2 separate regions of the Gossypium hirsutum genome follow, and region 1 is linked to region 2. Evidence: chromatin contacts called from public Hi-C data. All regions are on one chromosome and are shown on one strand. Each heading gives the region's core, a stretch centred on a gene start, on an enhancer-like site or on the middle of the called end of the contact. The rest is flanking DNA. Distances are from core to core; before and after follow the strand shown.

What was found. A called contact is a pair of places that touch in the nucleus more often than the background predicts.
Region 1: a Hi-C map of leaf shows a contact between it and region 2, with 2.8 times the contacts expected there. The contact joins the promoter of LOC107949238 here to the promoter of LOC107931534 in region 2. A contact is called at or near these places in 2 of 34 Hi-C or Micro-C datasets (both in leaf).

What each region holds. Positions count from the first base shown.
Region 1 is chrA04:63,440,220-63,443,614 of Gossypium_hirsutum_v2.1, forward strand. It overlaps LOC107949238 (RING-H2 finger protein ATL52), which reads right to left and starts at 1,328. Exons shown (of 1, transcript XM_016883980.2): 1 at 516-1,328. The coding sequence starts at 1,328. The coding sequence ends at 516.
Region 2 is chrA04:63,078,762-63,082,409 of Gossypium_hirsutum_v2.1, forward strand. It overlaps LOC107931534 (dnaJ homolog subfamily C member 28), which reads left to right and starts at 2,061. Exons shown (of 4, transcript XM_016863442.2): 1 at 2,061-2,528; 2 at 3,146-3,479; 3 at 3,568-3,648. The coding sequence starts at 2,239.

The sequences.
Region 1 (3,395 bases), core at 78-2,577, 360 kb after region 2:
TAAATTTCTTCACATATATGATTTAAAACATAATCAAAATATGTGAATCAAATTTTAAATGCATTTATACTTACAATGAGCAACTTGAATATGATGCGTTTAAAAAAATAATCCTAAATTTTAAAGACATGGTTTCTTTTTTTTAACTTTTTGTCTAAGCTGTCAATGTGGTGAACATATATGTATAAAGTAGATCTAACATATTTTAAGTATGTTACATTAAATCCAAAATTAATGCAGGCTAGCGTTGTGTTAGTGAAAGAAGTTGATGGATATGATCTTAATTAGAGTGTTTCAAATTGTAGAAACTAGTTTAGAATTTTGGCCAGAATGCATGTGGCAACATATTAGAATTTTTTATTATTATTTCCGAACATATGGCTTGGAAAGTTAACAAACAGAGTATAAACATGATTTAGGATTATAAACCTGGATGAAGTAAAATTTCAAATTAATCTAGTATATGATGGAAGCAACCGAAAGCATCAACAAAATTTTTGTTTCCAAACATCATGTTAGTAAGGAAGAATTCCATAACTGGTTCTACTCCTACCTACTCGCAATTGTGAGAAAGATCTCAACAATGAAGACATTCGATCCAACTGTCTCATAGATGGGGCCTTACAAGAATTGCTCTTCCACAAAATCATCTTTGATGTTGAAGAAGAAGCATCTCCACTGTCATCTATTAAGTTAATGTATATGTGGAACTGATCCATTGACAAGGATCCCTTCAACCCTGTAATCACATGTGTTTTACTTACTCTAGGGAACACCAGGGGCACACAATGTCTTAACAAAGTATTTAACTGAACCCCGGACGTTGATGCGGCCTGATCGCCACCTTGTCCGATGTTTCGAGCCAAATCCGGAACCCTTTCTCCTCCAATATGGTTGGCCGAAGGCGATTCTAAACTAGAATACTCTACAAATGTTCGACAAATAGGACAGGTAGAACGTGCCAAAAACCAATTGTCAATGCATGGGACATGAAACAAATGCCTGCAGTTTGGCAACAAGCGTATAGTCTCCCCTTCCTTTAGTTCTCCCAAGCAAACAGCGCATTCAATTTGATGAGTGCCCAATTCTTCATCTTTATCCCTGGAGAAAGGCAGGATTGGAATTGTTCCCAGGATTTTTTGTTGAAGCCCAGTTGGTATGGAGGGATTTGTAGCATCATCCGGTTTATCTCCCGATCTCAGGCAGTATTTGACAAGTAAAAAATGGTATACAATTAGTGCTAGACAAGTGGCAACTATGCCGGCCAAGGAAATCAACAAAGGAGTCAGAAAGGACCCTGAATCTTGAGCACCATTTGCAGGATCCATAATTTACCATCTACAGGTCTTCTTTCAACTTTACAACTTGTGGTGGTAACTTTAAAAAGATGGGTTTACGAGAGTTTGCAGTTGGTGCAGCTGAAGAAAATGGACAAATTGTAGTGTTTTTTAAAACAGCTGAAACACTTTGGTCTTCTCTCAAGAGAGGCTGAAGACTTGAGAGATTACAAGTGGCATTCTTTGATAGTGGCCCACGTGTATGGTATGTAATTGGCCAAGTGTCACTTGTCTGGTAGAGTATGATTACGTTTGAGGATATGATGATATCACAATTCACATATTATTTTATTCTACCACCCTATTTAAGATATAATAATTAAGATAATATGGCCTACGTTAGATAATGACACCAGAAAACTGAGTAATAAATATTTTCCTAAACATTTTAACATTTGAATTCATGAATAATTTATTTAGTTTTTAAATATCAAATAAATAACATATCACAAAATAATTTTTTGCTTCGTAAAAATAAAATAACATTTTGGAAATTCAAATTTAAAATATATGAAAAAAAGTATTCTCAATTTTCTCAAATAAATTTAACATATTTAATGGATCAAGATAGAAAGTTGAATATATTTTCTTTTTAGTTTAAGTAGTAATAAAAGTATAGACAACAAATTTTAAACGATTGATGCAGAGTAAATTATCTTTTAAGAATACATGATAAAAATAATTATTCTAAGATAACATATCTAATGTCATGTAAATTTTGATATGACACATTGTAGGATTTTGGGTTCGAATATCAAAAAAAATATTGAATGACTCAAATTAGAAATTTTGTAAAAGAAATTTGATATTGGAGTTGAGAATATATAAAAAGAATTTAAAAAATAAAAATGTGATAAAAAGAACTAAATAAGGTAAATTTTGAAAAGTATGAGGACCATTGTGCAACATTACCCAAAAGTGGAAAAATATGAATTATTATGGATGAGTTATCATGAATAAATTGGACTATGATTCGGTGGAATGAAAATCACTTTTGAGACTAATTTAAAAATTTTAAATATTATAGGGATTGAATTGTAATTTTTCTATTTTATCGAAAAAAGAGCTAAAGTACAATTTTTATTACTCATAGAATTATTATAAATATTTTTGATGAATTATGAACTTGATTTGTTCTAACTATCAAATTTTAAGAAGAAATCTAAATTTGACAAAAAGAGATAAAAAAATAATTTTGCCACAAAGGATAGTTTGATCAATTCTTAAAACTTAATTATGACAATAATATTTCAATATTATATTTGATATCCAAAATTATTTTGAATCATTAGAACCTTTTATTGATGAATCCGGCCATAATTTCACAAAGTTAGGTTTGTAAAAATTGGGTCAAGGCCTTGGGCCCTTTCGGGGTTCTTTTTAAATTGGAAAATACCCCTATCAACAGAGTTCTCTTCTTTCTCAACCAACAGAAGCAACCATGGCTGCCCTCATCTTCTTCCTCTCCATTTTCTTCCCATTTTTTTTATTTTCTTTTAAAATCTTTACCTCCCATCTTGAGATAAAATTAAAATATTCATGAAATCAATTTCCTAAGCTCATTTTCTTCATCATGTCCAGCCATGGCAACCTATAATTTCTTGGTTTTTAGTGAGATAATTCATGGCTAGAGAGAGAAAGTTCTAATAAGGTAAAAAAAAATGGTTTCCTACACCCATATTGGTTTGATTTTTGCTATGGTTTGTCATGAGAAAGCTTAGAATGAATTTATATTAGTCATTGGTTATATTTTTTATTTATGAAAAATGAGTAGACAATGATTAGTGGATATTCAAGCTCTATTTATGGTAGAATAAAGCTTATGAAGACTTGATTTAGAGTTGTAGAGCATCCAACGAGATAAATATATGAATACTCATACTCATCCTAAGTTAGTAAGCTTAGGAATCATGAAACTAATGTTATAATTAAGTGTTTAATAGTTCTAATCTTAGTTTGAAATTTCATGAAATTAGGATTTGTAATTATGTAGTCATAAAGTGTTATGTTAATTAAAAGTATGATATAAGAATTTTGGGGTGCCATAGAAGTATAGGT
Region 2 (3,648 bases), core at 811-3,310:
GCATTGAGGAGCAGATGGCGATATTATCTCTTTCGGTTCAAAAGATAATGAAAGGAGATTCAAAGAAGAATAATGAAGAATAGGGCAGTAGCAGAGGTAGGAAAAGGAATTTAGACTTGCAACACGGTGGGTGCATGGTGCCATGATACTCTAAGATGGAATTTCCCACTTATGATGGTGTTGGAGATCATTCAGGGTGGTTGAAAAGATGTGAAAATTTTTTTAGCAATCAACGAACTAATGAAGAAGACAAAGTAAGCTTAGCATCATTCCATCTTTTAGGAGAGGCACAATTGTGGTTTGATCAAATGGAAGAAGAGGAGGTAAATCTTGATTGGGGGCGCTTCAAAGAGTGTTGTGATGTAAGGTTTGGGCCACCTATGAGTAATAACCCCTTTGGGAGAACTTGCTAACTTGAAACAAACTGGGACTGTAGAGGAATATCAACGTCAATTTCGATCATTATTGGCTAGGATCCCAATAAAGCCGTTAGACAATCTCTGCATCAACTTCCTCTTACGGATCCCAATAAAGCCATACAGAGAAAGATTCCAATTTTTAATATTATCAGTAAGATAGTTTAGGGATTCAACCATATTATCTTTGAAGGTCCATTTCTCCTTGACAAAATCTAAGAATTTGGGACGTTCGACCCATCCAGCAAGGAATCTGAAAGGACGCCGTTTAGGTAGATTAATCTCCAGCTCAAAAGCAAGAAGTAAAGGTTTATTGTCTGACTTGATCCTCGAGAGGTGAGTGACAAAGCAATATGGAAATGTTCTCATCCAAGCATCATTACCAATTGCCCTATCAAGTCTTTCATAAAGCCCTCCCCAACGACAAGTGAAAGGATGTCCCTTAAAACCCAAATCCTACAAAAAAAAAGACTTCTCAATAAAATTGTTAAAAAGAGAACAATCTTTTCCAACTCTACACCCTCCTTTCTTATCACAAGAAGAAAGAAGAGCATTAAAGTCATCAATCAAAATAACGAAAGTAAGACTTTCCCAAGGCTTTCTCCTCTTTTACCTATCGGGGCTACCATAGACAAAAGCAATATGAACAGACAAGAAAGAATTAGACCTAATAACATAGATACAAATGAATTGAGGATTACTGCAAATAATCTCAACCGAAATTTGATTCTTCTAACCCACCCAAATACCTCTAAAAAAACCAATAGCCTCGACCTTGTGAGAAAACTTAAAACCTAAGTTAGCAATAATCTCATCAACTTTAAAACCACTTACCCTTGTTTTTAGAAAACTAACAATATCAAGTTTGTACTCTCTATTATATTCACGAAAGATACGAGAAAATTTTAGATTCGCGCATCCGTAACAATTCCGAGAGAAAACTGTTAAATTCAGAGGAAATTGTTAAACCCTAGGTTAGCAATAATCTTATCAACTTTAAAACCACTTACCCTTGTTTTTAGAAAACTAACAATATCAGGTTTGTACTCTCTATTATATTGACGAAAGATACGAGAAAATTTTAGATTCGCGCATCCGTAACAATTCCGAGAGAAAACTGTTAAATTTAGAGGAAATTGTTAAACCTTAGTATTCTTTAGGGTATTTTGTTGCCCATTGTTTCTCCACATGTAGTGGAGTATTGTATTTTTTCATTAAAATATTATTATTTAATTACCCATTGTTCAAATAAAATTTTCATGTCATTTTCTTATAAATAGAAACTATAAGATGACCTAATTGCATAATTAAGTTGAGTGTTGTTATTTTATTAGAAAATAATGACAATTTATTTATAAGAATAAATTATATATTTTTAAAATTTCTAAGTTTTAGATTTTTATAGGAAGAATTAACTTTCTCCCTGAAACTTAATTTTTTTTTAATTTACGTGTATAACTCATTTTGTTTGAGTCTAATCGAAAATGACAAAAAAATTTGTTTAATAAAAATTAAAAAATGACTTAAATTACTCCGCATAAAACCACAAATAATAATTCGGGATAGAGATTATTACTATAAATTCTATAAAACTCGATTTTGTTTGTTAAATATCTTGCTAAACGATTTAAACCGCCTCACAGAATTACTTTTTATATTTTGGGAAATTTCGGTGGACGGAGAAACCACGTATTCGCTGAACATTAGTGGCAGTATATTAAGAAACCACGTGGCATATTTGAAAAGTCCCCAACCATGTCCCAATAATTAGGGAGTGAATTGCTAGAACTCTCCCATCTGACCATCTGGGTTTCAATCATCCATGGCCACCCGGCTAGCGAGAAAGCTGCCATCATCGTTCTCGGCGTTTTCCTCATCTCCGATTACCAAATTGACGTCGGGCATCTCACCTCCGTCGATGAGCCATGGCGGACCCGGACTCAGGTGTGCCTCCTCTTCCTCTTCCTCTTCCTCATCAACAGCAACGACTGGATCAAATTCTTCATCTTCTAAGCGTGAGAAGAAGATAACAGACCGTCTATCAGCCGTCATAGACGCCGTCAACGACCGTAAAGTCCCTCCCGAGCTCCGTGGCCAACGCAACAACGTTAGGTATGTATGTATGTATTCGTCTATTTAGTAGATTTTTTGTTTTTTTTTCCCTAACAATATGAATCTAAAACTCAATTTTCAACTAAAAAAATTGTGAATTTCTCAAAATTCTAATTAAATACCGTCAAGTTTTTTATATTTACCCTCGATTATTTTGAAATCTTCATGATTCTTTCATACTAAATGATAAAAGCGAAATTGAAAGAACCCTTTTTGGGATCAAGGGAAGTATGAAATTTTGCAGTTTGGAGGTATGCTTTGGATTTGTTACAATTTGTTTTCTCCTTTTTCAATTCTTTCAAAGTTATTTTTTTATTGGTCACTAATTCATATTACCTGGCAAGGGGCTACGCAATTAAGCTTTGAAGGTTATCTTCCCTTTAGAGATTGAGTTGTGTGTGCTAGTCGTTACCTGACTTTAGCTTCATTAGTTGAGTGGTGTTGGCTTCCTATGTTTGAGACCTTAAAAACTGTTGAATTTAGTGTATGATATGCTTTTGAAAGAGATGACGTTCTTAGTTTAATTATTCGAATTCAGTGTTAAAATCATAATAGTTTCAAAGATTTTTTGGGTTCTTCAATTAGATGAAGTTGTGTGATGTAATGATTTCAAACAGATCGGAAACCGACATCATCAACGTAGTTGAGCAAAGAATATGGCATTCAATGGAAGAGGGTCAGTTCGAGAATTTAGCAGGGAAAGGTAAACCTCTTAACCTTAACACAAATCCTCATGCAGATCCAGCTGAAGACACCCTTTATAGGATACTCTCGAAGAACGGATGTGCTCCGGAGTGGGTAGAACTTAACAAGGAGATCAGGAACAAAGTATCCGAATGGCGAGTCGCTTTGAAGAAAGCATGGACAAGCAAATGCAATGGAAATGATGAAGAAAAATGGATTGAGCGTTGTGAATCTTTGAAGAAGCAATTACGTGACATTAACGATAAGGTAAAACGCAGTTGTATTCTTCTCTATGTTTGGATTTAGTTATGTGTCTCACGACTCGAGCATATCCAAATGGTGTTTGGAGTTGCAGGTTTTCCGGTATAATTTGATTGTTCCGTTCGGCCGCCAAATGTTCGGATTGAAATTGGAAAAAGAAGTGGCCCGCCTTGAA